Linked DNA regions of Ovis aries: region 2 is linked to region 1. A link is a contact called in public Hi-C data. All regions are on one chromosome and are shown on one strand. Each heading gives the region's core, a stretch centred on a gene start, on an enhancer-like site or on the middle of the called end of the contact. The rest is flanking DNA. Distances are from core to core; before and after follow the strand shown. Region 1 overlaps SAMD12 (sterile alpha motif domain containing 12). Region 2 holds the start of EXT1 (exostosin glycosyltransferase 1).

Evidence for each region. Hi-C and Micro-C count contacts between places; a contact is called where the count stands out from the background.
Region 2: a contact with region 1 is called in a Hi-C map of liver, with 4 times the contacts expected there. The contact joins the promoter of EXT1 here to the enhancer-like site in region 1. A contact is called at or near these places in 3 of 16 Hi-C or Micro-C datasets (liver, skin fibroblasts and tail adipose tissue).

What each region holds. Positions count from the first base shown.
Region 1 is chr9:58,909,947-58,916,181 of ARS-UI_Ramb_v3.0, forward strand. All of the region lies in intron 3 of SAMD12 (sterile alpha motif domain containing 12), which reads left to right. Among named protein-coding and RNA genes, the nearest start is that of TRNAG-CCC, 54 kb to the right of the region's middle. Within about 2 kb of position 3,130, at least 4 of the 54 cell types and tissues checked have an H3K27ac peak or open chromatin away from gene starts, as enhancers often do. A contact at or near this core is called in liver, where this site is marked.
Region 2 is chr9:59,232,032-59,237,842 of ARS-UI_Ramb_v3.0, forward strand. EXT1 (exostosin glycosyltransferase 1) reads left to right here and starts at 2,143. Exons shown (of 11, transcript XM_004011769.5): 1 at 2,143-3,888. The coding sequence starts at 2,927.

The DNA.
Region 1 (6,235 bases), core at 1,880-4,379:
ATAATCAAGTCTCTCTTCCCATCTCATTCTTAGAGAAGCCCCACTTTACTTTTTTAAAGAACTCCTATTCAAAATGTGTACCAAGCCCCCAAATGCCATCTTTAAGTGTACTTGAATGACAGACTCTCAACATTTTGCAGAATTCGGAGTTCCATATTTCCTTCAGACAGGTCTTCCCAAGGATATTTTGGCAGGCTGTGTCTGGCTTTCTGCTCAGTGCCAAGACTGGTTGTCACCATGTCGTGGAAGCTTGCTGGGCCCACTGAAATGCAAGAGACAGGTGTTATCTTGTAGGGTGGAAAGAATGTCCTTTGTCTGAAAAGCTTCTGTTTAGGGCAGCAGGGCAGGAATGCAGAATCTGTCACACCATAGCGATGTTTAGTGCTGGTTTGCCTGTGTTGCCCAAATAACAAGGCATAATACAAATAGAGTGTTTTGGATTCTGTCATCTGCGTGTCTGGACTTGGGTGCAATAGTGCCAGATTGAATCCCAGCCCTTTATGGCAAATTAGCAAACCCCATACTACCTTAATGACATTGATACTATATCAGAGATTATAATTAAAAGAAATGAGAAAGTGGGTGACTGGAATTGCCAATATGGAGCAGTTTTGACCAACAAAATTGGCAATTGTATTAGGTTTCTCATAATAATGGAATGATGTATCTGCTATAAAGGAAGTAGTCAATAATAGGTAATGCTTTTGAGAATATTCTAATACGCAGGGGACAGTGTTAAATACTTTTTATGCATTAATGATTATAAAGAGAGTTATCCTTCTCTTTATATATGGGCAAAATGGACAGGGAGGTTCCAACTCTCTCAAGCTCACCTACTAATAGGATGCAATGGATAATACAATATCAAGGAAAGAACTCTTTGGACCCAGGAGTCAGAAAACTTTTTTTGTGAAGGGCCAGGTAGGGCCATTTGGTTTTTCAGGCTATATGGTCTTCTCACAAGTACTGAACTCTGTCTGTGCAGCATGTAAATGAATGAGGTGACTGTGTTCCAATAAAACTTTATTTACATAGGCTGTAACCAGCAGACCCCTATTCTAACCTCTTCCTTCCTCTGCTCAAATATGTTTTCTTAGTGATGGTTATAAAAGAAATGTAGAAGTCATAGTTTTAAAAAAACATGTATTACCTTTTTCCTTTTTGTGTATATACAATATAGAAAACTTAAAAAATGTGTACACAAAAAGGAAAGTATATATTAGATTCACCAAAATGTTCATTAGAGTTCTTCCATAACATCGTATGGAAAAACCGGAGCCAATTTTTTGACCAACTCAGTGAAATACTGCTTTAATTCCAACATCCAGAAATAATCACTGGTACATTTTGATGTGTATCCTTTCAGATTGTTGTTTCTGCATACACATTTATAAGAAATGGCCTTATACCTTAGAGAGTGGAATAATTTTCTGTTTTCCACTTAAAAATATATAGCAAGTGCAGTTCTATGTCAGCTGTTGAATGCAGAATATTTTCTTCGGCTGTTAGTGGTCATTCTCTGGATGTTGTGCGTGTCTCCACTTTCCAGATAAATTGTTCTCATACACTTCTCCTTCAGCACCTCATCCTCCCTTCTCTCTCTCTGCCTGACGTATATTCTTAGTTGTATTCTGAATTCTCCTTTCTCATACTCACACAGAAGTTGATGATGACTTGATGTTGACTCTGTCGCTCCGTCATGTCCAACTCTGTGACCCCATGGATGGTAGCCCGCTAGGCTCCTCTGTCCATGGGATTTTTCAGGCAAGAATACTGGAGTGAATACTGCCATTTCCTCCTCCAGGGGATCTTCCAGACCCAGGGATTGAACTTGTGCCTCCTGCATTGCAGGCAGATTCTTTACCTGCTCAGCCAACATTCACAGAGGTGCCTGCAAAACACTACATTCCCAAGGCCGTTAATCTCCATGTCAGTAGCTCTCGGTTGTGCAGTTGGGAGTCACATTTTCTTTCACTAGCATTGGTACCTCTGATCCAGTCAATCAGATTCCTTCATCATAGCCCTGGTTGTTGCCAGCACAGTAAGTGAAATCAGCTCCAGAGGTAAACAGGAAGCAGAAAAATACTCCATCTCCAAATTGCTGTTATTGTCCTCTATAGAAATCACCCTTGAGGACAGCGTAATTTCTTTGAATGTTTTTCTTTCTGTCAGTTTCCTTCTTCCTCAGGGCTGCTCCAAAGGGGTAGCTTACAGCTTTTCTTAAATTCATTAAATTTTCAGTGTCCTTCCCCCAGTGGTTGGTTCCCAGAAGGTAACACGAGGCAGGAGGGCATTACAGTTCCTCCCAGGGAAAATATACACCATGAGAGTTTCAGAAGGTTGCATGTTGCCACCGTGACCGCCTTTATAAATCTTTCAGGGGATGCTGAGCATTTCTAGAAGAGACAGCTGGTGTCATTTTGGAAGGATCTTAACTCCAACCTGCCATAGGGTGGTAAATTCACAGTGAAGATCAGATGAGCACAGAGAAAAAGGAGGACAAGATGTAGGTACTTCTGGTTTTGCAAAATATGCCCCCACTAAGTTTAAAGTAAAAGTGTTAGTCACTCCGTCGTGTCTAACTCTTTGTGATCCCATGGACTGTAGTCCACCAGGCTCCTCTGTCCGTGAAATTCTCCAGGCAAGAATACTGGAGGGGGTAGCCTTTCCCTTCTCCAGGGAGTCTTCCCAACCCATGGATCAATCCTGGGTCTCCTGCATTGCAGGCAGATTCTTGACCTTCTGAGCCACCAGGGAGGCCCCCTACTAAGTTTAGGTAAAAGATTAGTCTCAACAAACGTAGAGTACAGAGGAAAGAATGCAGTTACAGCTGGGTGGATACAGACAGAAAGTGCCCAGTAGAATATAAAGGGCAGGCTATTTGTTTCTCTAAGCTGGGACTTAAATGTGTTCAGCTAACTATTCTGAGGATGTCCCCAAAATAGTGTAGATTTTGTTACTCATAAGAAATTTCCCACTGTTATTCATATCACACTTACAATTTATAAAGGGATATTTCATACATATCATCTAACCTCAGAACCCTGTTGATACAGTATTAATGGGAATCTCTTTTCAGACGAGGAATATAAAACTAAGAAAAGAAAAATGACCCAGACCACATAGCCAGTAGATGGCAGTGCTCAACTCTGACACCAAAGACTACATTTTTTTGCTCCAGTCCAAGTTAATTTCACCTTCCTGCTGCTGCTGCTGCTAAGTCGCTTCAGTCGTGTCCTACTCTGTGCGACCCCATAGACGGCAGCCCACCAGGCTCCGCCGTCCCTGGGATTCTCCAGGCAAGAGCACTGGAGTGGGTTGCCATTTCCTTCTCCAATGCATGAAAGTGAAAAGTGAAAGTGAAGTCACTGAGTCGTGTCCAACTCTCAGCAACCCCAGGGACTGCAGCCTATCAGGCTCCGCCGTCCATGGGATTTTCCAGGCAAGAGTACTGGAGTGGGGTGCCATTGCCTTCTAATCCCCTCATTTTGCCCTTGTTAAGTAAATCCTGTGTAGGGTCATATTTGGCTATTATAGAACATTCTATGCTATTATATGCTATAGAGCATGCAAACTATTAGCAGATCGAGAGCTCTAATCTGTGTAGCCCAAGCATAGCTGTTAAAGATCTTTTAATACCAAAGGTATTATTCACCAAAAGATATTGTTACCTTTAACTAGAACTAGTAGAGAAAGGGAAATTACACTGAAACTATTCTGAGATAATTAGTAAAATGTCAGGGACAGATGGACTTGAAACTATGGGGAAAAAATGTATGTTCTACTGATCACACATTGGCAAAACCTGCTTCCTGATTGGAAAACTCTACTTGTCATTTTTTTCTGCTTTTTATTTAAGAAATTAGCTGGCTTGCTTTTGCAAGTTTTTGTAGTCTGTGTCTTTCCCTCTTTATCACCTCTGGCTATGCACATTTCAGTTAGATTTTCTTAGTACATTAAAAAAGGAAGACTGGGAAATGAATTCTACTCTCTGCTTGGAAGCAGTATCAATAGAAATGATTATTGTATGAACCACTAAGGGAAAAACCAGGTTCTGTTCAGAAGATAATGGATGCTATAGCTCCTATCTTTGAGACGTCATAGTTTAAAAGGATAACAATTACAATTATACTCTCATTTATTGGGAAGCCACTACCTCTTAATTCACAAGACTGACCCCGTCCATCAAAATGGCACATGGTAGGCAGTGAAGAAATAAAGATTGAGTTAATGGCAGGCAGAAGAGATAGAAGAGAAAACTGACCCAAAAGAAAGACAGCTATGTGCTAGCCAAGTAAACTCAGGTCGGTCATACACTGAAATGGGGCTCCAATTCTTCATCTGCAAAACAGTGGAGTTTAAACAGAAAACCTCTCAAGTGTGTGTTAACCATAAGATTCTAAATCGGGTGTTTAGCAGTTGAATATTTAAGAAATCTTCATTAATAACAGGTTATTATGCAAAATGGCATGGTGAATTGCACTACTCACTAATTTATCTAATTTTGTTTCAGGGCTCATTTATATCTTAACAGTGTTTGAAAATAATATTTATTTTCTGTTGCAAATATTCTTTAGTTTGGACCTTTAATTGTTAGAGGAATCTTCCTTTTTTATTCTAGCAGTTTATTTACTTCCTGAATATTTTATTGTTCTCTCTATTGAAGTTTAATTATTCACTGATTAACAAAATAATTTGTAATTTATTACAAATTGCTAATTTACAAATCATTCATTACCTGATAATTGTTTAATTATCTTTAAATTAGTGCTCATTAATTTGCTCAATAAACATTTGCTGAGCAGTTACTAGATGGCCAGCACTAGCAGAATGGAGACACAAGCCCGTAGTGGGAAGAAAGCTGGGCCCCTTTAGAGAAAGAATTTAGTATCTGTGGTTTTCTGGAGTACTGGATCTTCTTCCATGCAAACACCTATATTCACAACATCTCCTATTAACCTAATTCCTTTAGCTTCATTTAGGGAAAATCCCTAGAAAGATGACATTTAGAAACTTATCTGCTGCAGTTCATTTCTGAGATTGGTCTAAGGAAAACACCTTTGATAATCCAGAAGACTTTGAAAACTCAAAATGCATGAAGTTAATGGAATCATCAAAATTATATTTGTGTACTATGTAATCCTCTGGAAAAGGACATGGCAATCCATTCCACTATTCTTGCCTGGAGAATTCCATGGACAGAGGAGCTTGGTAGGCTAATACACAGGTTTTTACTCTTCAAGTAACTATAGATGTGAGCTGGGCTTGAGGGATGAAAAAGATGGGATGAAAAACAGATTTTGAGGGGGAAAAAATGTGAAAAGTTAATGGGGTTAGATGAGGTTGAAGGATTATTCCCTGATTCCATTGTGTTAGTTTTCCCAGGTGGTACTAGTCAGGCTAACCAACCCAAAATGAATGAAACTGTAAACCACAAAATGGTTCAGTTTTTCTCACATAGGACAATTCTTTCGATCTGGAATTTTGGCAGCTGCAACATTCAGTTCAACAGCCTAAATGTTATTTTAGATGAAACCATGTCTTTGTCATTTGATTCTGCCCAAGTTTAAAGATTTCCTTGATTCCAGCTGATTCCCTGGGGCATGTTAAAGATAGACTGAAGTAAAAGCCTAGTGTCATTGATTACTCTTTGCCAGAATTTGAGTAACATGCCCTGAATAAAACATTTAATGCCTCTTGGCCTAAATTCTTTACTGGATCTGATTAACTTCTGACAATTATGGTTAATAAGAATAGGTAACACAGTTAACAATAATAAGATTATGAAGCTCAACACTTCATACCACATTTTCTCTGTGTCTTTCCCTACACCCAGTATTTAATGCCATCTTACTGGGACTTAGATGGACAATGCATATTGCAAACTGCCTCCCTGCTTTCACTTCAGTAGGAACTATTAAACTATTATTGGCACTGAGCTGCCCTGATATGATAGAAAGAAAACCCTATTCTCCTCTTAGAATCCTGAAATTTATGTCTGTCTTCATTGTGTTGAGGGAAATGTCTCCAAAAACTTTAAAAGGAAGAAGGAAAACCACCCACGATAAATCCAAACGTTGAGACAGGGTTAATAGAAGATCTCTGAGTCACCTGAGGCCCCAAGCATTGTTAGTCTGATAAAGCCCTCTTAGTTCTAGCATGAAATGGGCAGATTCTGACTTGTGAGTTGCCACTTGTACTGTGCAGCGTGCCCTGGAGGTTTACTTCTTTGTCT
Region 2 (5,811 bases), core at 893-3,392, 320 kb after region 1:
AAGGGCTGTAACTTGCTCCCACTAAGGTCACACAGGATGACTATCAGGATGTAGAGGAGCTGCAGTCCCCAAAGCCTCAATTCCACTGGGCTGAGAAAATCTCCAGCCTAATCTCAACAGAAGGGCCCTTGCCTTGCATGGATGCTCTCAGCAACCCGGGCTGGGGCGGGCCCCTGGTCACATGTGGTTTCAATCACTGCATTTATCTGCATCACTGTCATTGCATCTGGAAGATGACTGAAGCCTCATTTCTCTCCCAGGCCTGTCTGATTGTGCAGGGGGTGCACGTCAAATCTGGAAAAGCTATCTCATCTTTGGCAGGCCAGAGATAGGGCAAGACTTCAGAAAGGTACAGCAACATCCTACCAAGGCCCCTTCACCCCTTTATTAAAAACCAATCTGAAACAACAAATGTCTAAAATTTTCCACTTGATCATTTCACCCTGCCTCATTATAACCATGCCCTTTGTCCACACCCGCTGGAGGTTTTTTGTTTTTTTTTTTTTTGCAGCCTTGGGGGAAGCTGGGATGTGTCTGTCCCTAGCTCTCAGTCCCTCCCATAATAAACAATCACTAAACAGCTTGCTGCCCTAGGCAACTGTTTGTCCCTTTTGGCCAGGCCCCTGTGACTTAGGTTGGGGAAGAGGGTGGGAGGTGCTCCCAGTAAAGCAGAATTTAGGTGTAAGGCCAAGGACTTGGCTTTGACCAGAAGCACTGTTTGGAAGCACATCTTTGCAGTCTTGGAGGATCTTTAGAGAGACTCTGGATCTTTATCTGATTTGTCCAGTGATGTGTCCCTGAGGGTAGGGGCTTATGGCTAGGGGAAGGAAGGAAGGACTAGCTGAAGGAAGCTTGTACTAATGGTGAAAAAGGTCATCTCCTGCCTCAAGTGTCTCATCTGCAGCTGGCCATTCTACCAGCCATCTATCCCTCAGAGACAGCTCCTTAAAAACCATTCCCCCTCCCCCGCAAAAGAGAGTAACATCACTTTCGGTACTGGGAGGAGCTTAAATCAACCGGGTTATTCTCGGCTATTAGAAGATCCTTCTTTTTTCCACGGTGTGATTGGATCTCTTGGAAGCTTTCTACAGAATAGACAAAGGGCTTTGGGAAGCTAGGAAAGGATGCGTGGAAAGTTACTGAGGATTTGGGATAGGTGTCTTCTCTTAGTGCACAGCCAGACATGAAGAATTGAAACGATTCCTTTCGGTTGTAGTATTTCCTTTTCATTATCGGGGATTGGGGTGGTTCCTTGGGGGTAAGAAAAAAGAGATGGGCAATGCAGGAGACGCCGGAGATAATGGGTTCGATTCCTGGGTTGCGAAGATCCCCTGGAGGAAGGCATGGCAACCTGCTCCAGTATTCTTGCCTGGAGAATCCCATACAGAGGAGCCCGGCGGGTTACAGTCCATGGGGGTGGCAAAGAGTCGGACACGACTGAAGCGACACAGCACACATTTAGGGGATAAGGGACCTGTTTAAATGCTTTGTAGGAAGGAAAATTTGGGGCCCTCAGAGGGTGGAAGGTGGGCAGAGAGAGGCATCCTTCTGATCAGCGGTCGCTTTCTATGAAGTCTTTTTTTTTTTCCTTCTGCAGCCCAAAGGCTCGCCCCACTGCTCCACTTTTCTAGCATCCTTCTCCAGGAACCCGAACACTTCTCGCCGCCCGCTCAGGGAGGCGTTCCCGGCAAGCAGCCGAGGCGTAGGAATTCTCGAGGACGACCGGGGCAGCCGGAGCAGCGGGCCGGGGAAGCGCCCGCCGGTCCCCGGTTCCCCAGCCTCCGTGCGCCCGCAGGCGCCTCTGGGAGGCGCTGGTTTCCCGGCGCGGCGGCTGCAAGGTGGTGAGGCCCAGGCCGGGGTCCGGATCCCGGCGCGCCGAAGGACCGCGGACTCTCTCGGGGCAGCCCCGCGCTCCGGCCGCGGGGGCCTGGCCGAGGCGCCCCGGGGTCCCCGCGCCGCCCGCACCCCCAGCGCCGCGCCGGCGCCTCTGCCGGTGGCCGGGGGTTATGAATGGGCGCAGCGGAAGCACCGCCCCCCCCGGACGTGACGCTCGGCCAATGGCAGCGCGGGCTGCGTGGATGGATGAGGTCAGCGCTGTCGTGTCGGGAATGGAATGTGTAAGTGTAACATTCAGAACCGGGTAACATTCGGCGACCGAACGCGGCGGTCGGCAGCGATCGCGCGGGGGCCTTGGAAGCGCCGCTCGGGGCCGGCACTGCCCGCGGGGAGGACGCGCCGCCGCCGTCACCCAGCGCCGCCGCCGCAGCCTCCAGCCTTCTCCAGCCGGGCCGTCGCGCGTCCCGGGGGCCGGCCCGGCGAGCGCAGGAGTAAACACTGCCGGAGTCTTGGAGCTGCTGCAGAAGGGAATAAAGAGAGATGCAGGGATTTGTGAGGTTACGGCGCCCCAGCTGCAAGATGCACTAGCCGGCTGAACCCGGGGATCGGCTGACTTGTTGGAACTGGAGTGTTCTGCACGGGAGCCTGGATGAGTTGAAGTTGCTTTCCAGGGGCTCGTTTTCCACGCTGCCGAGAGGAATCCGAGAGGCAAGGAAATCACTTCGTCTTGCCATTGATTGGGCATTGGGAGCTTTTTTTCCTCCCCCCCTCTCTTTCTTTCCTCGGTCTTGTTGCATGCAAGAGAATTACAGTCCGCTGCTCGCCCGCCCTGGTGCGAGATATTCCGCCCCGCTCTCTCCCGTCCATTGTGCAACCCAAAGATGAAAGACCGAAGGGGAGAAAGTTAAAGAAATCGCCCACATGCGCTGGATCAGTCCACGGCTTGGGGAAAGGCATCCAGAGAAGGTGGGAGCGGAGAGTTTGAAGTCTTTACGGGCGGGAAGATGGCGGACTGGAGCTGAAAGTGTTGATTGGGAAACTTGGGTGATTCTTGTGTTTATTTACAATCCTCTTGACCCAGGCAGGACACATGCAGGCCAAAAAACGCTATTTCATCCTGCTCTCAGCTGGCTCTTGTCTCGCCCTTTTGTTTTATTTCGGAGGCTTGCAGTTTAGGGCATCGAGAAGCCACAGCCGGAGAGAAGAGCACAGCGGTCGGAATGGCTTGCACCACCCGAGTCCGGATCATTTCTGGCCCCGCTTCCCGGACGCTCTGCGCCCCTTCGTTCCCTGGGATCAATTGGAAAACGAGGATTCCAGTGTGCACGTTTCGCCCCGGCAGAAGCGAGAGGCCAACTCGAGCATCTACAAAGGCAAGAAGTGCCGCATGGAGTCCTGCTTCGATTTCACCCTTTGCAAGAAAAACGGCTTCAAAGTCTACGTCTACCCACAGCAAAAAGGGGAGAAAATCGCTGAAAGTTACCAAAACATTCTAGCGGCCATCGAGGGCTCCAGGTTCTATACCTCGGACCCCAGCCAGGCGTGCCTCTTTGTCCTGAGTCTGGACACTTTAGACCGAGACCAGTTGTCACCTCAGTATGTGCACAATTTGAGATCCAAAGTGCAGAGTCTCCACTTGTGGAACAACGGTAGGAATCATTTAATTTTTAATTTATATTCCGGCACTTGGCCTGACTACACCGAGGACGTGGGGTTTGACATCGGCCAGGCGATGCTGGCTAAGGCCAGCATCAGTACTGAAAACTTCCGACCCAACTTTGATGTTTCTATTCCCCTCTTTTCTAAGGATCATCCCAGGACAGGAGGGGAGAGGGGGTTTTTGAAGTTTAACACTATCCCTCCTCTCAGGAAGTACATGCTGGTCTTCAAGGGGAAGAGGTACCTGACAGGGATAGGGTCAGACACCAGGAATGCCTTATATCACGTCCATAACGGGGAGGACGTAGTGCTGCTCACCACCTGCAAGCATGGCAAAGACTGGCAGAAGCACAAGGATTCTCGCTGTGACCGGGACAACACCGAGTACGAGAAGTAAGTGACGGGCCTCAGAGGGTTAGCCCCGGGCCCTGCCCACCTGGGTCCTGCCCACCTGGGTCCAGGTGTGAGCTTGGGGAATGGGGGTGGGACAGGGGAGCCCCTCCGGTCCTCTTCCTCTTGCTCCAAGCCTGGGACCGAGCAGCCTGGTTCTCTGGTGTGTGGCTTGGAGCTGAAGACCCAGAGTTGGAGCTCCTCGGGCAAACAGAAAAGCCTGGAGCACTTTCTTGGGCCAAGTAGGTGACAGTGACTCCCTCTTGCTTGGAAAACCTTCAGGGTGATGTGTCTTCTATGAAAGGTGTGGGTTTGATCCAAGTTTGGAACCTGCGCTTCAACGGCGGAGCCAGGAGAGGGTTTGTGAGAGGTTATAGGGACCCCAGAGGCTCTGAATCCACCCAATCTAGGGACCTTCCACCCAAGATTGATGCTTTATTTGCTGTTCTCAGGAGGAGGGAGGGGAAGCTGCTTTCCCTGGGATTCTCCCACCCTCCAATTGTCATCTTTCCGTAAACCCTAAATGTGTGTTAGTAGTGAAAGTGCTCTAATTTTAGCTCCTAAACTTTCTGTGCCTGTCTCTTCCCTACTCCCAGATGGCATTGACTTTTATGAAGGGAGACTGTAAGCTGGTTAGGGCCTGTGATCTTGCACGCACGCATGCATGCATGCTTGCACTCATTCATGTGTGCTTGTTGGTGTGTATATATCCTGCCTCCCTCCCTGGGAGAAAGCTGTTTGTAAATCTGGGCCTCAGCTCTACTGCTGTAAACTCCAGTTGCTAATTTAGATTTCCTCTTCCCTTTTGTCTTTATCAATTTGCATGTAAATCGGAGACTGTTACTCTCTGAATGGGTGGTGAGATGCCTCCTCACCCTCTGGAGTGAAGCAAGTTTTGTCCAGTTGCTAAGTAACTGAGCTGGAGACTTTGTAGCCTTTCTCACTCTTGCTTTTCCTTCACAGTGATGGTAACTGAGACACTGGACTTGGGGGGTGGGGGGGGGGGGTGGGTCAAAACTAGTTTCCACCAATGGGCTTTAACTTGAGCTTGGAGGGTCCGTTTCCTGGTCGATGGGGTGGGAGCTCCAGTTACTCAACTTCTGTCTGGCTTTGAAAGAGTTAGTGAGCTCCTACGGTGCATTTCCACGTTACGCCAGTTAAAAACCAGAGCAGCCTTGTGCTACCCAAGGAAGCAAGGGGAACCTCTCCGCTAGTACAAGAGGAACTGGCAGAGGTTGGCGGATTTTGCAGTTGATTCATGAATTGCAGAATAGGGGGAACACTTCGCAGAACTGATTGGAACAGGAACGGAGGGGCATGGTGGGGAAAGGGCCCTGAAATGAAAGGTTTGATTGTTGTCTGTGGATTTCCTCAGACACTCAGGCCTCTTGTCGGAGAGATTGGAAGGGAAGTTCAAGTCCTTCTGTACTTGATGTAGACAGTAAAGGAGAAGGGATCAAACACTGGGATTCCCCAACCCGCAGCACCTCTTGCCTTCAAGCATAAGCAAAGCCCGAGGCTGTAGGGTCAATTATGAATCTAAATTGTCCCCTGCTTCAGGGGCAGTTACCTGTGAATGTTGGGTGCAGCTGCCCTGGCTTCAATTTTTCTCACAAAAGAAACAAACTGTGGTTTGTAATGAACGCTTTGTTTACACGACATTTACATTGACCTATTCCTGTGGGTGCTTGTAAGAAAAAAATGCTCATAGCCTTTGAAGAATTTCTTTGTCTGGTTTATGGTGGAGTAACTCGAGATGAAGTCTTAACCTTTCAGTCTAAAGCAGTCTCACTGAATTTCGTAGAAAGATCATGATGGCCTTCATTCTTCTAAAGGAGCTGGACCTGAGATCTTACCTTAAGAAATTGGAATTGTACATTTATTTGGGAAACACCCTCCATCCGATACAACAATCATATCTGCTTT